Regions from separate parts of the Triticum aestivum genome. Here region 1 is linked to region 2. The links are chromatin contacts, called in public HiCAR-type maps. All regions are on one chromosome and are shown on one strand. The core of a region is the stretch at or near the end of the contact, and the rest is flanking DNA. Distances in the headings are between cores, read along the strand shown.

Region 1 (3,852 bases), core at 41-2,540, 160 kb before region 2:
CACTCTTCCGGTAGTAAAAGAGACACCCAACCCAACTAACCCAGCGCCACCATTACCGACAGCTCACCCGAAAGCAGAAACGCATGAACGAAACAGACGGGCAATGACCGAGAAGAAAGGCCAAGCTTTCCACAAATAGGTATATACAGCTAGCCGGACCAGTGCCGTCGGCTCCGGCCCCTTGCGGCCGTCAGCACGTCTCTCTCTCGCCGTCACAGAAGTCCACTACGGCCGATCGCAGCTACGCGATCGCATCACGACCCGAACAGCAGCGACGGCGGCTCGTTGAGGTCGAACGGGAGGCCGGCAGGCCCGGGCGCCATGCCGAGCTCGAGCGCCGTCGACGGCGGGACGGGGACCGCCGGAGACGCTTCCTGCGGGAGACGGGGCGCCGGCGCGGCCGCAGGAGGCGAGAAGTAGACGAAGTGCCACGGCGAAGGGAAGTTGAGGTCGACGCCGCCGAACGGAACAGGCTGCTGCTGCAGAGGCGGGCGGTGGTGGTGGTGGCCGGGGAAGTTGGTCTTGGCCTTGGCGCCGCGGAGGGTTCGCGCGGCGCGGTCGTAGGCGAGGGCGGCCTCCACGGGGGTGTCGAAGGTGCCCAGCCACACCCGCGTTTTCTTCCACGGGTCGCGGATCTCCGCCGCGTACCGCCCCCACGGCCGCTTCCTCACGCCCCTGTAGTGCGCCTCGCCTCCTCCTCCCCCTCCTCCTCCTCCCGCGCCACCTTGGCCATGGCCGCCACCGAGGCTCGCCGCTCCCCGCAGCACCGGATCCATCGGACGGGGAGGCGCACAGTGAGTCTACTCGGCGCGGCAGTGTCTGGTTCGCTCTCTTGGACGACAGGTCCGTCTATCTAACGCAACGCATGTGGAGCGCTACGTGGGGTGGGATTCTTTGGCTGGCGCCGGGTGTACTGGTATTATTATAGACCGGCGCCGCACCGCGTAGAACGGAGGGGCCCGTAGCCGCACCTTGGGTTGGGGTTCGGGGGGTTGGGGTGGGTTGGGGGAGCACGGCACAGCCGCCGCGCGACTTGACGTATCGCCGGGCGGGGCCGCTTCCTCTTTTTCTTACTGCTGCTGCTGGTCGCTGCGCGGTACAGTGCCGTTCCTGGCGCTGTGCACCCACCGCCTCCGTTCCATTTCTCTCTCCGCCTGCTCGCGTGACGACATGCCGACCCAATACGACCGCCCCGCCGCTCGCCTTTCATCGGTCCTAGACGGACGACTCCAGCTCGCCTGGGGCATGCGGCGCCGGACGGTGCAGCGCCCATGTCTGGTGGGGCCGCGATCGTCGGGACCTGCCTGTCAGTGAATCTCGCATGCCTGCGCCATCCTCCTGCCCCGCTTCCCGCCTTGTCGTTTATTCGCCGCGAGGAATAAAAGTGGTATGGTACGATCAGGTTACGATGACCGGTGGGGGCGTGGGCTCGCTGTCCCCATGGACCAGTCAGTCAAATGAGCATGGCCCGGGAGGATACGCGGTGGGTGGCGTCGGGACGTGTCGACGGGCACTTGCTTGCGCGCGGGTTCACGTGCGAGGAGGCGTGTCGTGGGGCGGGGGACAGCACGGGCGGGCTGGAACGGGACGCGTGTGGCGCGTCGCCGCTAGTGAAGGCGGCGGGGCCCGGGCGATAATAAGGTCAACTCCACCGCGCGACCCTATCCTGTCCGGCCCTGTCCGTTTGAGATAAAAGAAATAAAAAGGCGGCCTAGCGCGCGGAACAAACGAATTTTTGTCCGCTTTGTGTCCGCTTTCGACACATCCCCGGCCCAAACTTGCGTCGGTTTTGGGGTGAAGCGGACAGCGCGCGGACGGCGGGACGCGCGCGCTTGTCCTCCCCTGGCCCGCCTGTCGGTGGGAGAAACCAAAAACCCCCCGACGGCCATTTGGCGCCATTTCCTCCAAACCCTCCCACGTCCCTCCCGCCGCCCCCCCTCTCTCCCCGTCCATGGCCGACGCCCCGCCGAGTTCCGGCGGCCTGGCCGTCGACCCGACCGCAAAGGTGAAGAAGAACGCGCCAAGGAAGCCGCGGTCGGAGTACACGCCGGAGGAGATCGCCAAGTTGGACGCGGTATCGGCGAAGAGGAGGGAACGGAGAGCGGCCGTCAAGATGAATGTCGTCGCGGCCAAGTTCGCCGCCCAGCGCGAGGAGCTGGAGGCCGCGTGGCGCAAGGCCGCTGCCGACGCGAAGGAGGACCTCGTCAACAAAGCGCACGCCATCCTCATGCTTGGCATGGGCCGTCCGGCGGGGTTCCATGCAGCGGCCGTCGGCCCGGCGAGCACAGGCTCGTCGGTCGCCCGACCTACGCACTGCCAGTCGCCGACGTCGCGCGACGCGCCCATGTCGCCCGGCTTTCCTCCACCCAGGCACGACGACCAAACCCGTTTCTCGGCGTCGCCAGACGTGGGCTTGTTCGCGCCGTCCACACCACGCCTCGCGGCCGTCATCGACCTCAATGTGACGCCTGGGTCCAGCAGCGGCGGGCGGCCTTCCGTCGAGATGCAAAGAAAGCAGGCGCGTGCACCGTTCACGGGCACCATGCCGGCCCCCCGCGTGTTGTTTGACGAAATGCCAACCTCAACGCCGACGGTGGACGACCCCTTCTACAACCAGTACATGGAGGACGTGATCTTCTAGGGTGGGCATGGTCGTGCCTACGACCCCGATGAGACCCAAAGTCAGGATGGCCGCGCCCAGTACGTGCCCGATGAAGAGGCCGACGACCGTGCTTACTACGACCATGGTGATTCGTGGCATGAAGACGATGACATCTATGTCGAAGGTGAAGATGAAGATGAAGCCAATGATGTTGATATTAGTGGCGCTCCATTGTTCATAGACGAGCTCACCCAAAGAGCGGAAGCACAAAAGAAGCGGAAGAGCATTCACACCGGTTCATATACACAAGATGAGGACAAGTTGATTTGCCAATGTTGGATGGAGATTAGCCAAGATCCAAGGACCGGCGCGCAACAAAAGGGCATTGTTTTTTGGAGGAGAGTCCACAAAACATTCCATGAAAGGAAGATGTTTGAGCCCTACCAAATTACAAGCAACCGTGGCATCGGATCGATTCAAAAAAGATGGTTGTTCATCCAATAAGAGTGCAACAAGTATTGTGCCGCATTTGAGAGCGTTGAAGCACGGCCCGTGAGTGGTCTCGGCGTTGGAGACATGGTATGCTCTTCTCTTTCTAGCCCTTGCTACGGCCATGAGACTTCGGCCGTGTATATGTTTGCATGTTCACTTGTTGTTGATCATGTGGTGTAGGCATTTCAATCTTTGGAGGCATTCAAGGCCCGGCACAATGACAAGCCATTCACTCTTACGCATTGTTGGAAGATCATCAACAATTGCCCTAAGTTCAAGGATCAATACCGTGAACTTCAAAGGAAGAGAGGCAAGAAGACGGCCAAGTTCGCCGGAGGTGGGGATGGCGAGGCATTGAAGAGGCCGAGGGGCAAGACCAACTCAAAGGTGGACGACATACGTGACGCCTCATCCATGGCCTTGCATGAGACTTTGCATGGCATGATGTCACATAAGGATGTGAGGGATGAGAAGAAGCGGCAAAGCAAGGACGATCAAACGAAGCAATACCTAGACCTCCAACCATAGAAGCTTGAGATGGAGGAGGCGGCCAAGAAGAGGAAGATAGACATGGAGGAGGCGGCCCGGCAAAGGCAGCTCGACATGGAAGAGGCCGCCCGGCAAAGGCAGCTCGACATCGAGGCCGACAACGTCAAGGCCAGGCAAAGGCAGCTCGACATCGAGGCCACCAATGCCGCCACCAAAGCGAAGGAGGTGGCCCTTGCGATCATGAGCGTGGACTTGTCGAAGATGAGCGA
Region 2 (4,344 bases), core at 1,222-3,721:
AGGGTTCAGCCGTGGCTGTGGCGAGCCAGCAATTATAGCTGCTACTGCCATGGTCACGGTGAGCACGGGCTCGTCAGCTACCCGTCCGCCACAGGCAGAGTCGTCGCACATCTCCACATGCCGCAGACGCCCGGCTGCCATCCACAACACGAATGCAAGCCACCCCTTCTCCACCTCACTGAAAGGGAGTGTGACCGCGCCAGCCACACCCACGCCTACGTCCTTCAGCCTCAATGCCTTAGCTATGGCCGACAGGTCATCCATTAGGGGGCAAGGGAAACGGCCATGTGAGAACCACACTGGCAACCGTCCCGACGCCCGCCAACTATTCAACGAAATGCCGGCATCGACACAAGATGACCCGGCCAATGATTTTATCGTGGAGCACATCATTTTCGAGGGTGGCAAGGGTGGCTTGGGCTTCAATCCCGATGAGAGCCGAAGCCAAGACGACCGCGGCCACTTCACACAAGGCCAAGAGGGCATGACCGACACCTTCACACAAGGCTAAGAGGGCATGGCCGACACTTTCACGTAGGCCACTAATTGCCGGAGGACTACGGCCAAGAGAGAGAAGATGAAGTGGACATCGAGCGAAAGCCTTTGTTTGCCGGTGAGCTCACTCATCAAGCCAATGCGCAAAAGAAAAGACGGCAAAGCATTCGGACGAAGGCATACACAAAGGATGAGGGCAAGCTCATTTGCAAATGTTGGAAGGATATTGGACAAGATCCCAACATTGGTGCCAAGCAAAAAGGATCAACCTTTTGGTTGAGAATTCATGCATAATTCCATGAACGCAAGAAGTTCGCACCCTACAAGTTTGAGAGCAAGCATGGTTGGATGTCCATCTCGAGCAAGCGTGGTTCAACGAGGTGGGGGTTTATCCAACAAGAGTGCAACATTTTTTGTGCGGCCGAGAGCATCAAAGGCGTGATGCAACGACATTTGCTTTGCAAGGCATGATGACCCCAAAGGAAGCAAGGGAGGAGAAGAGTCAGCAAGAGAAAGAGGAGCAAATAAAGTCCTACATCGAGATACAAAAGAAGCTCGAGATCGAGGAGACCGTCCAAACGAAGAAGCTCGAGATTGAGAAGAGCATACAAAGACAAAAGCAAACAAGGTGAAGCTCGCGCTAATGACGAAGGAGGTGGAGATCATGGCGGTGGACTGGCCCAAGGTGTCCTAAGGAGAAGGGTTTGGTTCGAGAAGAAGCAAAAAGAGATGCTCGAATAGATGGTTGATCTATGGCTGAGAGCGTCATCTTCTTTGTATGCCTGCATCTGTGCCAGCATGAACCACGGCCGAAATCATGGCATGGTTGAACTATGTTTGTCTTTTTGCATGCTGGCAGCTCTACCGGCCGCTCACAAATATGCTCGCATGAACTATTGTTTTTTTGACGGGCTTGTATGCCGGCCGCTGACACGAAATGTCGACGTTAGCCTTTTTTAATAAAATTTCATTAGCAAAAATTTAGACACGAACAAAAATTGCATCGGCTGGCTAAGCGCACCAGTCATACGCAGTCGGAGCCGACTCAAACGGATAAAAGACGCATAAAATCTGCGTCCGTTTGTGTCGACGAGTTGCCCTGGTCCACATAATTAATTCCATGTTTTTTTAGCAGTATTCCATGTTTTTATGGGCATGGACAGCCCGGCCCGACCCGACGCTGCTCCCGGGCCACGCCGGGTCTGGGCTCACTATTTTTGCGCTTTATTGAAGAGGCCCGAGGCCTGGCAGGCTTTTGTAGTGGCGGGCCGGGCTTGGATCTAAAAAGTAGGCCCGACGGCTGGGCCGGGCTTGGGCCTGAGTTTTCTATCTCGGGCTTGGTCAGGCCCGGCCCGCCAGGTATAGACGATGCGCTGGACGTATGTACACGAGGCAATATCACTTGATTTCTCAAAAAAAAAAGCGAGGCAATATCACTCGGCTGCACTCTTGATTAAGCCGAGGACGATACCGTCTTTATGCCCAGATTCTCCGCTGGCCTGCAGTACGGGGCAGGCCGCCCCCCAATGCGACCAGCGCCGCTGGAACAGACTGACCAAGACCATAGCCGTGATGTCATCTGACCACAAGGCTACGTCCGACGCTCCACGAGCCCGTCCGCACCGCGCCGCTCCCGCCAGTCCCATGCATGCACCCTTCTCACTCATCGCTGCGCCGGAAAAGCTACCCTGCCGTTTCCTGTGCCCAGCGGCGCCTGCCAATCTGCCACGCACCGTGTAGCCTTTGCCCGCCTGCTGGCCGCCCTATAACGAAGGCGACGTGTATATTATTGCAAAAACGAAAAAGAAAAGGAAAACAGAGAAAGAGTCGACGTGAGGGGGAGAGGGTTATCCATACGCGAATTGAATCGAACGGCGCCGTTCGTCAAGCCGCGAGTCTGGACGCGCACTGTCGCGCAAAGGACGGATGGGACGGGTGAGACGATGAGCGCCTGGGGCTGTGTGTGCGAGTCAGGGCCGGGCCGGCGGGCGGGTCCCCCGACGGAGGCCGGAGCAGAGGTGCCGTGTCGCGGCGATGGGAGCAGGTCGGGCCGTGCCGCACGTGGCGGGAAGACGTGTGTGGCGCCGCGCGGCGGGCGGTTCTTGACCGGATCCGTGGCCGGCGCGGCGTCCAGCCAGTGCGGCTGGGCCCACATCGCTTGGATCCTACTGCCCCGTCCACATTGGCCCAATAGTACGTGGGCGTAAGTGCCTCCCCCCTTCTGGAAGCGGGAAACACGGAGCCTGTATCGCGAGCTCGTGAAATTTCTCAGCTGGACAAATATTTGCCACTGATACGACTCTCAGTTTTGCATCATACCGGGGCTAGAGTCAGCAAATGAACAAGGAGCGGCAAACTCCAAGATCTAAGCACAACCTAACGGAAAATAAGACCCTAATATTTGGGGAACGTTCCCCACAGGGAGGTCCCGTTCCAGCAAACGAATCATTTGCTAAGGGAACCTTCGTTGTACGTATCTGGGCCTCAATTGGGCCAAAAAAGACCATTCGCATTAACACTCTTTTTTTTTTGCGTTGTAACACACAACTAACCCAAAAAAACTCAAAGAAAAAACATGTATAGAAAAAAATTGCTAGTTGCCATGTGAACAAAACATTTTAAATAAAAATGCCACCATATAAAATCATACATGGTAAAATTGCATATTAATTTAAAAGTGAGTACATAAATTTGCCATGGCACAAAAACATAAAAAAAGAAAAAAATGCATTGCTAACTTTGTCGTGGTTCTATAATTTGAGTTGTCATGATAACAAAATTTTGGCTGCCATGGCAAGCAAGTTTTTTTAGTTTTATGATGATAATGATTCAATTTTCAAAATTGTTAAGAAACAAAAGGGATATTGCCATGATCTAGACAGATAAAAATGCCATTAAATTAGAAAACAAATCCATGATAAAAATATTAAAATTGTCGTCTTGTCTATTTTCTTTGTCAAAAAAACGCACAGAAAGGAAATTTCGACATTCAATAACTAATATAACCATGCCATTAAAAATATTAGCGTGCTATAGATAAAAAATGTCATGCCCTTAATAATAAAAAATTTATGCTCTTAATAATTACAGTGACATGAAACAAAATATTAAAATTGCAATATCCCCTATTTTCTTTGTCAAAACAAAAATAATACAAAGAAAACTGTCGTGATTCAAAAATAAAATTTTTGATGCCATTTAAAATGAATTTACCATGCTCTTAAGAATAAAAAATGTCATGCTGTAAATAATAAAAATGTCATTCTGTAAATATTTGTCCTGGATATAATCCTGATAATACTACGCGAGTGTGGATGTAGAGGCAATCATATCTATCGACCAACACGGTGGGAGTACGGACAAGGAATTATACAGATTCAAACCCTCTTCAGTGGAGGTAATACCCTACTTGTGTGTGGCGTTCTTGTTCTTGGTGTAGGTTACAATGTGAGAGAGTTCAACCCTCAGCCTAATGCCCAACACCCAGCTTATATAGAGTGCACTAGGAAGGGGTGTTGTAACGGGCTCGTATAAATGGTTGATGGCCACATGCACGGGTGACTTTTCGTGGCTATTAATATTGTTAACTATCGTATTTAACTAGATTATGCCATCATTGAGTAAAGGTGATAATGAATGCATCATGGGGTCATGGTATCCTAGGTCGTGACCAACTGTAGGTCGTCCAGCTGCCTTTGTGAAAGGATCAATATGGTTGACTAGGAGGGGGGTGAATAGGTAACTACCAATTTTTAGCCTTTCTTAACAAATTAAGAATAACAACAAATAGGTTGTCTAGAAATACAACTAGGTGAGCAACCTATATGATGCTAACAACACAAGCAAGTA

The links. HiCAR-type assays count read pairs that join an accessible place to other places.
Region 1: a HiCAR-type map of leaf shows a contact between it and region 2, with 5 times the contacts expected there. The contact joins two enhancer-like sites. A contact is called at or near these places in 2 of 5 Hi-C or Micro-C datasets (both in leaf) and 1 of 1 datasets of contacts at active chromatin or transcription factors (leaf).

What each region holds. Positions count from the first base shown.
Region 1 is chr3A:574,243,394-574,247,245 of IWGSC CS RefSeq v2.1, reverse strand. No RefSeq gene overlaps it. Among protein-coding and RNA genes, the nearest start is that of LOC123062301, 140 kb to the left of the region's middle. Within about 2 kb of position 1,290, at least 8 of the 8 cell types and tissues checked have an H3K27ac peak or open chromatin away from gene starts, as enhancers often do. A contact at or near this core is called in leaf, where this site is marked.
Region 2 is chr3A:574,087,463-574,091,806 of IWGSC CS RefSeq v2.1, reverse strand. No RefSeq gene overlaps it. Among protein-coding and RNA genes, the nearest start is that of LOC123062301, 290 kb to the left of the region's middle. Within about 2 kb of position 2,471, at least 7 of the 8 cell types and tissues checked have an H3K27ac peak or open chromatin away from gene starts, as enhancers often do. A contact at or near this core is called in leaf, where this site is marked.